Linked DNA regions of Arachis hypogaea: region 1 is linked to region 2. A link is a contact called in public Hi-C data. All regions are on one chromosome and are shown on one strand. The core of a region is the stretch at or near the end of the contact, and the rest is flanking DNA. Distances in the headings are between cores, read along the strand shown.

Evidence for each region. Hi-C and Micro-C count contacts between places; a contact is called where the count stands out from the background.
Region 1: a Hi-C map of leaf shows a contact between it and region 2, with 7 times the contacts expected there. The contact joins the promoter of LOC112737752 here to the promoter of LOC112737749 in region 2. A contact is called at or near these places in 2 of 8 Hi-C or Micro-C datasets (both in leaf).

The regions. Positions count from the first base shown.
Region 1 is chr13:24,741,310-24,747,448 of arahy.Tifrunner.gnm2.J5K5, forward strand. LOC112737752 reads right to left here and starts at 3,597. Exons shown (of 6, transcript XR_011869477.1): 1 at 3,177-3,597; 2 at 2,482-2,655; 3 at 1,262-1,916; 4 at 1,075-1,143; 5 at 65-979.
Region 2 is chr13:24,552,798-24,558,853 of arahy.Tifrunner.gnm2.J5K5, forward strand. LOC112737749 (pentatricopeptide repeat-containing protein At3g58590) reads left to right here and starts at 2,282. Exons shown (of 6, transcript XM_072210614.1): 1 at 2,282-2,294; 2 at 2,834-2,858; 3 at 3,053-3,154; 4 at 3,233-3,738. The coding sequence starts at 2,282. LOC112737748 (pentatricopeptide repeat-containing protein At1g77360, mitochondrial) reads left to right here. Exons shown (of 2, transcript XM_025787810.2): 2 at 570-2,152. The coding sequence starts at 589. The coding sequence ends at 2,031.

The DNA of each region.
Region 1 (6,139 bases), core at 2,347-4,846, 190 kb after region 2:
TTCGATTAGACATGATTGTGTATGTACTGAATAGAGGAGGAATTTTCGGGACGAGAGTGTGTACCTTGTTAGTCTTCGAACTATCGCCTACCTTGGGAACTAATTTAAGTTCGTCTCCAGTCACCATAACACAAGTTTCCTCGAGATTCAGATTATCTTGTTGCATGGTTTTGTGCCCTTCATCAAGTGTTGTTAATTCAGAAATTCATGTACTTGGAATTTTTAAAATGACGAGTTACCATGCACAAGAAAAATATGAAATTGAATCGTTCGCTAATAGGTGCCAGGGATGAAGGATTATGTGAAGTCTCATCGCTACGAACTTGAGAACAAATATAAACCTATGACAGATTAAACGAATCTTGACTCTCCATGCAATTTTGATTACAACCAAAAATATAAATTTATCATTTATGTGTGTTATTTGAAATTTTGAGGTCCTAAATGAGTACAAGTTCTGGGTTGAGTTGCATAGTGAAGACACAAACAAACCTAAAATAGTGGCAGAGGTTGCACTAACAAACCTGTGTAACGTTATTACACACAACCCACTTGTAAAAGTAACACAAAATTGAAGTCACTAGGGAAATCAAGAAAATTATAACATTGGTTTATAGTGCAAAAAGGGAAGCAAGTCGATATCTCGACCAAACTAAGTGACCGTGAAAGATCAGCATACTTTTATTATTGGGATCCCAGTGGATCCCCTAGCACACAGGTACTATTACCAAAAACCTTACTAACCCATCCTGACTCGAAGGAATCCCATAAAGTGGTAGGAGTCTCTCATTACCATTCTCATCCACAAAAGTTTGCTTGCTATCTTATATAATTATAAACCATAAATATACTGGTTGTAGCTTTTCATCTCGACGCCTCTCTAGCACCCATAAAAGGGATAAATCAAATACTTAAAAGAAACCAAGATATAAAGTGATTCTGGCTTGAAGATGAAGGGCTTGTTTGGGCGCCATTAACACTGAAGTGAGATGTCAGAAAGTCATACATACATACATACATACAGTGAGTATTTAAACCAACTACTTCATATTTCATAACGATATGAATTAATACCTGGATGAGATATCACTACCATGCTGGAAGAACAATCATCAGCCTGTATTGTTCTATCGGAAGATAACCCTACAAGTGAAACAATATAGTTATCAAGAAAGTCCATCAGAGCTGAAGCCGAAAGTGAGAAAACAAAAATGACAAGGAAAATTCTGAAACTATAACAAAGTGATTCTCATAAGCTCACCTGATTTGGTGAATTCCGGAACATTGGGGGATTGTTCAGAACTAGCATTTTCAATTTCGATACAAGAGTCTGCTATGGAGGAACACCTTGTAACTTCAGATGAAGGCGGCTTTGAATCACCAACTGCAGGACTTATATCTTCATTCGAGGTCTCACAAGATTGGGATGCCCTGCATACATTTGTTTCTGCCAGAGGGGTTTTATCGAATTTCTTGGATGCAACAACTCTTTTATTTACTTGATTTCCATCGATACGAATATTCGATTTGATATTCGTGGTCTCAACATAATGTCTTGAATGTGAAATGAAGTTTCTTCTTCTGACCGAACTTCTAGAAGATGATATGAACATAGCATCAGAATGACAAGTTCCATCATCAGATGCAGCACGAATGGTATCATTATTGCTATCATGATGAATTCCCGAATCATATTTCTTTTGTTTGAAATCTTCCTTCATAGGTTTTTGCTTCAAACTTTGAAATGGCCTTTCAAATAACCAAGCATCAATGTATTGATCTACAGGTCCAGAGGCTTCTTTTTCATCCAAATCATAGGAACATGGAGGAATGAAATCTCGCATAACATCTGAATATAACTTTTTAACATTCGTGCCAACAGTCTGCATCTGATTCTCTATATATTTAACTGCATCCTATTTCTCAATGAAAAAAACAGAAATAAGAGATATAACAGCCATTATAATTGTCAATCAATGCAAGAGTTGGAGCCATCAGTGTTTAGAACAGTTAAACCAACTACTGTTAACAGATAGAGACCACAAGCTTGTCATAAATCACCACTAATAGAAAACGGGGAAAAAAATTAGCAAACAGTTGCATTAAACATTCAGAAATGTGTGTGAGCCTTTGAAAATGAAGATAATGAATATTTCTGCAACTTTTTCCTTTGCAAATTTTCTAAGGTTCGTTTTTAAGTAAATTTTCCTTTTTACAAAAAAAAAAAAATGGCATCCTATTTTGAAAAACAAAGCTGTAGTTTTTCTTTCTCCTTCAAAATTATGACTATTTTAACCCCCTCATATTAGAATTGAGTGAACCTAATTCCAAGCAATGCACTGCAGTGCAAAAACAAATCGTATTATGATACATGGTGAAGCAAAGACATGTGCACTTATTAGGGTAATCTAAGTTATCCTTCCATTTAAAACAATCAATATGTTTAACATAGGTCAAGATTATTCGAAAAGGGAGCCATACCTCGCAGATTATATCTTCAGCTTCCAGGCACATATTCTCAAATTTCTTGTATATATTTCCCACCCAAGTTATGCCTTTCACATCCATAGTGATCATAGTATATCCTATATCCTTTTCTAGAATATTACTAAGTCCAGACACTGTCTGATGGTGGTTCTACTTCTACCTGATTGTCTGCAAGAAATCAGAAACAAAGTATCCAACGGAGTCATGAAAGTATCTTGATTAAAGAGTGTTATAAGTTATAACAAATACATAAAATGGATTGGAAAAAAAAAAAAGAAAATCAATTAAACAAGAGCATTAATGGAAATTCAATTAAAAAAGTCTTTGTCTAATAATGCCAAACTTAAAAGCTCCAACTTCCCACTGCCCCACTTTCTTACCTACCAACAAAACTACTAGTCTCTAACTAACAAACCTGCATCCTTGAACCCATATCAAACCCTTCGGATAATTTAAGCCACACAATTTTTTCATCTTTTTCGTACACCAAACATCAGCAAAAAATAGAAGAAATTGGATTAGGGACATCTAAAATAAGAAGTAAAACAAAATAAACAAACAAAAACACCAAATTATAATAAGAAAAAATAGAAAATCAACAAAGGAAAGAGATTTTGATGATAAAAAAGTACTACAAATTAACATAGAGGATAGCTAATTTGGGCATAGAAAGAGATGTCAGAGCTTACCTGTTCGTAGAAGCAGAGAATTAAGAGACCATCAATCAACATGTTCAGCCAATTGAATTGCTATTTAAAGGGAGGAAGAAAGATAAGATGTGCAATTGTAACACGAAAAGGGTTAGGAGAAAGAAAAGCTTGGATAAAGTTATAAAAGGAGTTTTATGACCTTTTGCGGCGGTTATGTTTACAATACGAGGATGAACGAAGAGAAAACGTGCACAGTAGGCATTCAGCTTCTTGAGGCATTAAGATGTCCGTACACGTGTGCATCTTTGTCCTTACGGCTTACGTTCTACTCGCCAAGTCAACGTCATTTTTACAAAATTACTATTTTACCATTGTTATCCGAATCCGATCAGACCGTCCGATTCAGCCGGAAATTTGATAAATCAACGATTTGTTTGATTCAGTTTGCTATTAAAGTATTAAGTTTGGACCTGTATAAAAATCTTTAAACGATGGTCCAATCCGTTAAAAATCTAACAGTTCAGAAAAAATTGCTTGTACCAGCAAAAAGTTGTTGACCCAAAATATTTTATTTTTGACAAAATAAATTTTGAAAAAAAAAAAACATCTTGTGAAATATTGAATTTAGGGGTGTTTATGAGTCGGGTGAAATTGGGTGTGATGTGAATCAGATTCGCCCGAAATATATAATGGGCATATTTGTTAGACTCGAATCTGACTCTAGATCCGATAAAACCTACATACTTTCGGATCACGATTATATTGGGTAAAAACTGGGTAAAAACTGGACCGTTAACATTACATTACCTTGATACCTTCTTGTAAGTTAGCGCCAATGAGTAATAGCTCAAATGGCATAGACTCCCCATACTCAATTAAGAGGTTGCGGGTTCGAGTCTCCTATCTTTCCAAATTAGCGCCAATGAGTAATAGCTCAAATGGCATAGTCTCCCCATACTCAATTAAGAGGTTGCGGGTTCGAGTCTCCTATCTTTGTTAAAAAAAAAAGTTAGCATATAAAAATATCTAAATTTTCAAGACTTCAACAATTATTTGACATGGTAAAATTCACTTAAAAAAATATAATAAGAACCAACAATTCTCTAAAATTAAAGCATAACCACAATCAATACTAATATTGTCTAATAACACCAAATATTTAAATCAATACAAATAACACAATATTATACATTAGTCTAAAATCTTATACATTTTAAACATAAAACATTAACTTATAGTCTTATAATGACTAATAACACAAAATATTAAGATTTATAATACTTAAATTCCACATAAGAATAGACATCATTCATCACTAATAACACAAAATATTAATTGTGTATGATGACCGGGCCACCGGTCTGAGTTCGGGTGACCCGAGCTATGGCCTGTACCCGACCCGAAATAATGACCGAGTCTATTTTTTAGACCCTTACCCGATCTTAAATTCGATGAAATCACACCAAATTAGCTCCTAAAATGTTCGGAGCCGGCTCCATCCCGGCCCGGCCATGCACACCCCTAATTGGAGGATTTTTTATTTTAATATGGAAGAGTGAAGAGAGTTTTACGTTAATGTTACAAAAAATAGAATTTTACAGTAATCTGGGGGCGCTGTTCTGTGTAAGCACAATACGCAGAACACGTATTGTACTGACAATACGCAGACCGTGTATTGTCAATACGCAGACCGTGTATTGTAATTTAATATTAAAATAATACAATAGCAGTCTGCGTATTGTAATTAATATTAAAATAATACAATACGTAGTCTGTGTATTGTCTTTATAAATTAAAAAAAATTAATTTGACAATTTGCACTCTGCGAATTCTATAGCCCCCAAAATTTTTTAAAACACCATAACTTCCAATATTAAAGAATTACACCCATTTTTATCCAATATCCAAAAAAATTAACCCTAATTGGATTGTTTTATTTTTGAATAACATATATATGATCTAAGAAGGTAGATAGATTTGGACAAATTATATATTTGTATTTTGTGGCTTGTCTCGTTGTGTTATGCAATATGTCAAGTTTTATTTTAATATGATTATTTATAAATTTATTTAGATATATGAGATTTTTATTTTTAAAATTTAATAATTTTATGTTAGGTGAATTTGTTTAGTGATTTTCTTTACACAAATGGCAAAAAAGTTCAAAAGGAAAAAATGAAAAAAAAGTGGGGTGGAGATTTTTTTTAAAAAAAAATTGTATATATTTCTTATATAATTACCTAAATGTTCTTGTAAAAATTAAATCAAATATACTAATTGTTTACCACTTATAAAAACAATGCTCATATAACTTCTGAAGAAATAAAATGCCAATTCTTTTTTTGAAAAAATTATCTTGTCAAAGCCTGAATTTTGTTTGGTTCCATACTACATACAGCTTATCCTTCTTTCTTGCTCTCTGAACCAAAAAAAAATGTGCTACCTCCGGTTGTTCTTATCAAATTAATCAAAACTTACATTGTTGCTATTTTTTCCCCTCAATTTTCATCTGGCGTAGTAAATTTACTTGATAGTTACGTATGAAAAGTTGGATTACAAATAGTAATTTGTATAACTTTTTATTTAAAATATTGGGCTAGCGATAAAATCTTGTTACACATGGCTGGGAATCTTTTAATTTCTATGCCCCAAAAGAAAGAACAATTGGGATATTTGGATTCAACATCTCCATGTGTTTTGGGGCAGGAATATCTCTCTATAAAACAAACCACTTTTTTCTTTTTGTGATTATCCACGAAATTAGATAACGGGCACCGATGTCCTGTGCCATTGGGGCAGTTACCTTTAACGTAGGTACCTTTATACAAAGAGTGTTGTTGCCATATTCGAGTATGCACTATTTCCTTGTCATCTCCGTTTCCTTTACCTTCTCAATTATCCTTCCCATTCTTGTTAGTTGTTACTATACAACTTAAGGCAACCAAAAACCAAAGCCAAAGCATTAATTAAAGTTGCTTAGTTTCTAAAAACAGTAAATAGTG
Region 2 (6,056 bases), core at 1,032-3,531:
ATAATTTTAAATTGTTCACAACAACAAATAGCATAGAGATAGTCTTACAATCCATCAAAATAGCCTTAGAATATCAAAATAGTCTTAACACACAGCATATAAAACTAATTAACAATAGGGCGTGGGAGCCATTACCAACACCTGCCCCATATCCAAACAGAAATCAGCAAATGTTACCCAAAATCCACTCTATACCCAGTCAATCGTTGAAAAAACCTGCCCCGAGATCTGAATTGTCATCCCTTTTAGTATGACAGCATACCTCCTTGATATATGACATTTGTTAAATCTGGAAGTGGTGCTTCATTTTGAGTTTTATCTGGAAAATCGGCTTTGATGGTTGATTATCTATTTGATTTAACAAATGTATTGAAAAGCAACTCAAATGACGAGGTTGTTTTGTCAAATAAAAATGCACATTGAAACATTGTACTATTTCATTGCTGATTCACTCCCATAAATGGTGCACTAGATTATATTTGTTCATGCAGTTCTATTAAACAACCACCACTAGATTATATAGTAACATGTGATGCCCACCATGTGTTTGTTTATTTGTGTTGAATTAGGTTTGATTTGGAAGGAACAATGATCAGAGTTTTTGACAACAGGAAAAAACCATTATCCAAATGGGTATTGTTTGCCAAATTGTATTGTACAAGTGAACCAGTTCAAGAGGTTACAGATGCAACTAGAATGGTATGCAAGACTATGATGTCATGTCCTCCAATGGGACTGGACACTGCTCTTAATCAAACTGGTGTTAGAGTTTCACCGGATTTGGTCCAGAGTGTCCTCAAGAGTTTTGAGAATGCCGGTATGTTGGCGTTCCGGTTCTTCGAGTGGGCTGAGAAGCAGAGAAATTACACACACGACGTCAAGGCATATCACTCAATGATTGAGTCTTTGGCCAAAATAAGGCAATACCAGATCATGTGGGATCTTGTCAATGCTATGAGGAAAAAGGGGATGTTGAATATTGAGACTTTCTGTATCATCATGCGAAAGTATGCCCGAGCTCAGAAGGTAGATGAGGCCATTTATACGTTTAATGTCATGGAAAAATATGACATATCTCCAAATCTTGCTGCATTTAACGGTTTACTAAGTGCATTGTGCAAGTCCAAGAATGTGAGAAAGGCTCAGGAGATCTTTGACTCTATGAAGGATCGCTTTGTCCCGGACTCAAAAACTTATAGCATATTGCTTGATGGATGGGGAAGGGCTCCGAGTCTTCCGAAAGCAAGAGAGGTTTTTAGAGAGATGGTTTGCATGGGATGTGATCCGGATATTGTCACATATGGAATAATGGTTGACATTCTTTGCAAAGCCGGAAGAGTTGATGAAGCTGTAGAGATAGTAAAGGAAATGGATGCTAACAATTGCGGGGCAACTTCTTTTATTTATAGTGTCCTGGTCCACACATATGGGGTGGAAAATCGGATTGAAGATGCTATCAACACATTCATAGAGATGGAAAGCAAGGGAATCAAGCCAGATGTTGTGGTGTATAATGCATTGATTGGTGCTTTCTGTAAAGCAAACAAATTCAAAAATGTTCATCGAGTTTTGCAAGAGATGGAATCCAATGGTGTTGATCCTAATTCAAGGACCTGCAATGTTATCATAAGCGGTTTGATAAGCCAGGGAGAGACTGATAGAGCTTTTAGGGTCTTCCGCCGGATGGTTAAGTCTTGCGAACCGGATGCCGATACCTATACAATGTTGATAAAAATGTTTTGTGAGAGAAATGAACTAGAGATGGCTACGAAAATATGGAAGTATATGAAGTCAAAACGGTTTGTCCCAAGTTTGCACACCTATTCAGTCCTCATCAATGGGTTGTGCCAAAAGGGCAATGCTATGAAAGCATGTGTTTTGATGGAAGAGATGATAGAAAATGGAATTCGACCATCTGGTTCAACATTCGCCAAGTTAAGACAGTTACTTATAAAGGAAGGGCGAGAGGATGTGCTAAAATTTCTTCATGAGAAAGTTGATCTTCTTGTCAAGGAGCCTTTATTTGATTAGGCTTTAGCTAATCTTACATACTTTACATTCTAGTGAGCCTTTATTTAATCAATGTAGCTTATAAAGTTATATCTATCATTGCCGGTAAATAAGTAAAGGGCCTTAGAGCTTTATGTTCAAATATGGAGGCTTTAAATATGGTTTGAGATGATAAATAATAAATATGGCTTAAATAAAGAGGGATAAAAGATAAATGTCTTCTTGATTTTTATTTCCAGAAATATCGTTGCTAAGAATACAATTTTTAGAAATGACTTTGCCATGTATGAATTATTCTCAAAGTTTTGAAAATTCCAATTAATCATTAATTTTTAATAAAGTTTTCAATAAAAACCAAATTGATTCAATTGATAACTGATTATTTGATAATTTTTTGTAATTGATTTTTTTTTGTTTGAATTAAAATGATCAAGTGAAATATATATTCTCTGTAATGGTTTTAAGTTTTGTAATGATATATTTATTGGTGACACTTCCAAGTTCCAACATGTCATCACATCACATAATTGAGTGAATTAGCCTCAAGTTAGTAATTAAAATATTCAAAATATTTGTTATCAAATTATTTATCTCTAAAACTTAAGTTATTAGGTAAAAGTGCATAAATAATTATATATTTAATAGTTTATGTCAAAAATCTTGTTATTCAGACTGAATTTGCTTCACTACTATTGTATTTGCTCTAAGGCTTAATAGTTTCAACAATTAAAGAACTAGTTACCGTTATATTAGTGAATTTCATTCAACTACTTCAACTGCCTTATTAATGTTAGATTTTTTTTCCCTGGTTAATATTCTTTAGGGGTGGGGTTTAATGGATTTCCAAAGTACATTACCAAGATATATAGATTGTGTGATATATCTTTTCATTCTTCATGCCTTTTCAAACATGCTGTGGCAGAGAGACATTAGATTCCTTAATTTGACTAGAAAACATAATTAGGTTATTTATTTATTCCTTTTTCACACTCTTAGAATAGCTAATAAAATGTGATCCGTTAGTCCAATAATATGCACATAGTTGTAAAAATCGGACTGATGCGGCCGGTCGGATCGGAAACATCGGCAATCCAGCTTTAGGTCGGTCCGAACTTATAATTGGACCGGATAAGGAGCAAAACTGGTAAGAACTGGTTTGACTGGGTCGGATTTTATCAAAACCGGTGAACCGGCGGGTTCAAGAAACCTCCTAGTTCTGAAGCACAACCCCACACCCCCTTCTCTCTCACTCTCACAAACGGCTGGGAGCTCACCCCCAGACACCATCAGAGGTCACCTCAGCGGCTCACTCCACCTCCGTTCACCGCCACCGCACGCTCGCCGCCGTCGCCGCGCCTCTCGCCGGATCCTCCGAGTCATGTGCTCGCGTGTCGCTGCTCTCCTCTGTCTGTGCTCGGCTGCCAGCGTCTCGCCGCGCCTCCGCCGGTGAGTGCTCGAGGCCTCGAGCTGTGTTTCCTAGTTCCTGCTGCGTGTCGTCGTCGTCCGCCATCACTGCACCCAACCCAACGCCTCGTTTGCTCGCGTCTCGCCTCTGTCCTCCGTCTCTGCTCGCCTCAGCTGCTCGCTTCTCGCCGCGCCTCCCTCCGCCAGTGAGTGCTCGAGCTGTGCGTGGTTGTTGCTTCTCGTCGTCCGTGGGTGTTGCTGCCTGCACTGCACTGCTTGTCTGCCTGCACTGCTCGATTCTGCCGCTGCAACAACAGTCAACTGGTAAGCTTTTTTTTTTTTTTTTTGTGTGTTTAGTTATTCTAATATTCTATAGTAATTTTTAATAGTTGATTCATTGATGTTATTTCTGTTGATTTTATTGTTGATTGATTTATGAATCTGATTAGAATATGGCAGTGGTTGAACTTGAAATGTTGAATTGGTTGAAATGTTATTGTTGTTAATTTAATTGTTGAATTGGTTTATGAATTGGTTTTGCTGACTATGAATATGCAGTGATTTTGTTGAGTGTTGAATTGGTTTATGAATTGTTTTGCTGATTATGAATGATTTTGTTGATTGTTGAATTGTTTATGAATTGGTTTTGCTGATTATGAATATGCAGTGGTTTTGTTGATTGTTGATTGTTGCTGTTGTAATGATGCTGATTGGTTTTGCTCTTAGTTACTTAGTTGATTGAATTTTTTTCTTTTACGGGATTTTAAGATGGATTCACCACAAACACCATCGTCCCAAGAACAAGGATCAACTCTTGATACAACAATTGTAACCCAAACAAATAATAATAGAGGAAAAACTGATCCTGTGTGGGGCCATTGTAAACAATTAGTTGAATCTGGAAAAACTATTTTGTTATGCATATATTGCGAGAAGCTTATGCTTTGAAATTACTCCTTGGACTTAGTTTATGAATTGTTGTTCTTATTGTGTCAAATTAAGATACTATTGTAATAATGCTGACTAATTTTATGTCTATTTTAGTATTAGTTATTTTTAGAATTTGAGACTTGATTATTGTTAACATGTTTGTGAAGACATGTATTTCAAATTTTAATTTTAAGTTTTTGATTATTTTATATTTTTATTTTAATAAGTATGGGTCAATCGATTCAACCTTTGACCCACCGGTTGAACTAGAGACCGAGTGACCTAGTAGTCCGACCGATTCGATCACCGGTCGGTTCTGACAACTATGCATGATAGTTTATCTATTTGAAGAAGTATAGAAAACCAATAGGGACGGCTCCTAGTATTTTTATCTAAGCCCCTCCCCCCTCTTCTCTTTTCTCAGCACATTTTTGTAAGCCCTAAAGCCCAATTAAATGACATGTTTTTCTTTTCGGCTTTGCACAAAATGCGAAATCTGTTTTATTTTCTGTTACTTTTTTTAAACTTCTTCAAGAAGTCTTCTAGTCTTTCTTCCTATCAACACACTACCATCACTCTCACTCTGCTTGTTGAAGTGCATTCCATCTTCTATTTCTTTTTTCACTTTTTTTTTTAAAATTTATTTGTGCTTATATCTTGATGCTTTGATTGTTTGGAAACTTGGATCACTTGGATGCTTTTACTTTCCACACTTCACTCATAACAAATTACAAGTGTGTGTCTCTCTCTCTCTCTCTATATATATATATATATTTGCTCAGAGTACGACTTGTGGGGTATAATGTGTAATGGGAGACGACTTGATGCTGCTGCAGTAACTAGTAGTACCTGTGTTACTTTGGTAGCGTTTGTTTTGAGAGATTGGGACAGAGACGGAGAGACTGAGACTTAATATCATGTTTGTTCGCTCAGAGATTGGTACTAAAATTTTGTCTCTGAAATTTCAGTATTTCAGTACCTCCAAAAAATGAGGACACAGGGGCTGAAATTTTTAGAGACAGAAACTGAAACTTTAATAACATTTTATACTTAAAATACCCTCATTTCAATTAATTAATTCTAATTTTATCTTTTGTACAAATTAAATTAGAGTTTCATTCTTATTTTAATTTATGTCTCCCACTTTGTACCAAACAGAATATTAAAATTTATTTCTGTCTCTGTCTTTTAGTCTCGGTGCTAAATGGAAGTAGTTCCTGTGTTGTTTACTATGATGTGGTTTCTTTTATATACAAGTTCCCATACTGGTGCTAAATGGAAGTAGTTCCTGTGTTGTTTACTATGATGTGGTTTCTTTTATATACAAGTTCCCATACTGATTTTTTGCTGCTGTATGCGATACATTTCGGTGCTAAATGGAATTAGTTCATGTGGTTTTCTTTTGTATACGAGTTCGTTATTGATATTTTTGGTACTTTTTGGCAATTTGATTTCTTGACCATTTTTCTTGGAAAGATCAAAGCTATTTAGTTAATAGGAAAACACAAATATTACTAAAAAAAATACAATTGAAAACCATTAATAGGGGAAGCACATCATTCAGCTAGATTAGTGGATGAGTTGGAGTGTGTTTTACACGCACTTACTGATGAGATTGGTTTTTGTTGGGTTTGGGTCAACTTGGTTGATGAAAAAGTTTGAATGTGTAAGGGGACCGTTTTGAATTAGGTACAATTAATCAATAATGCTTG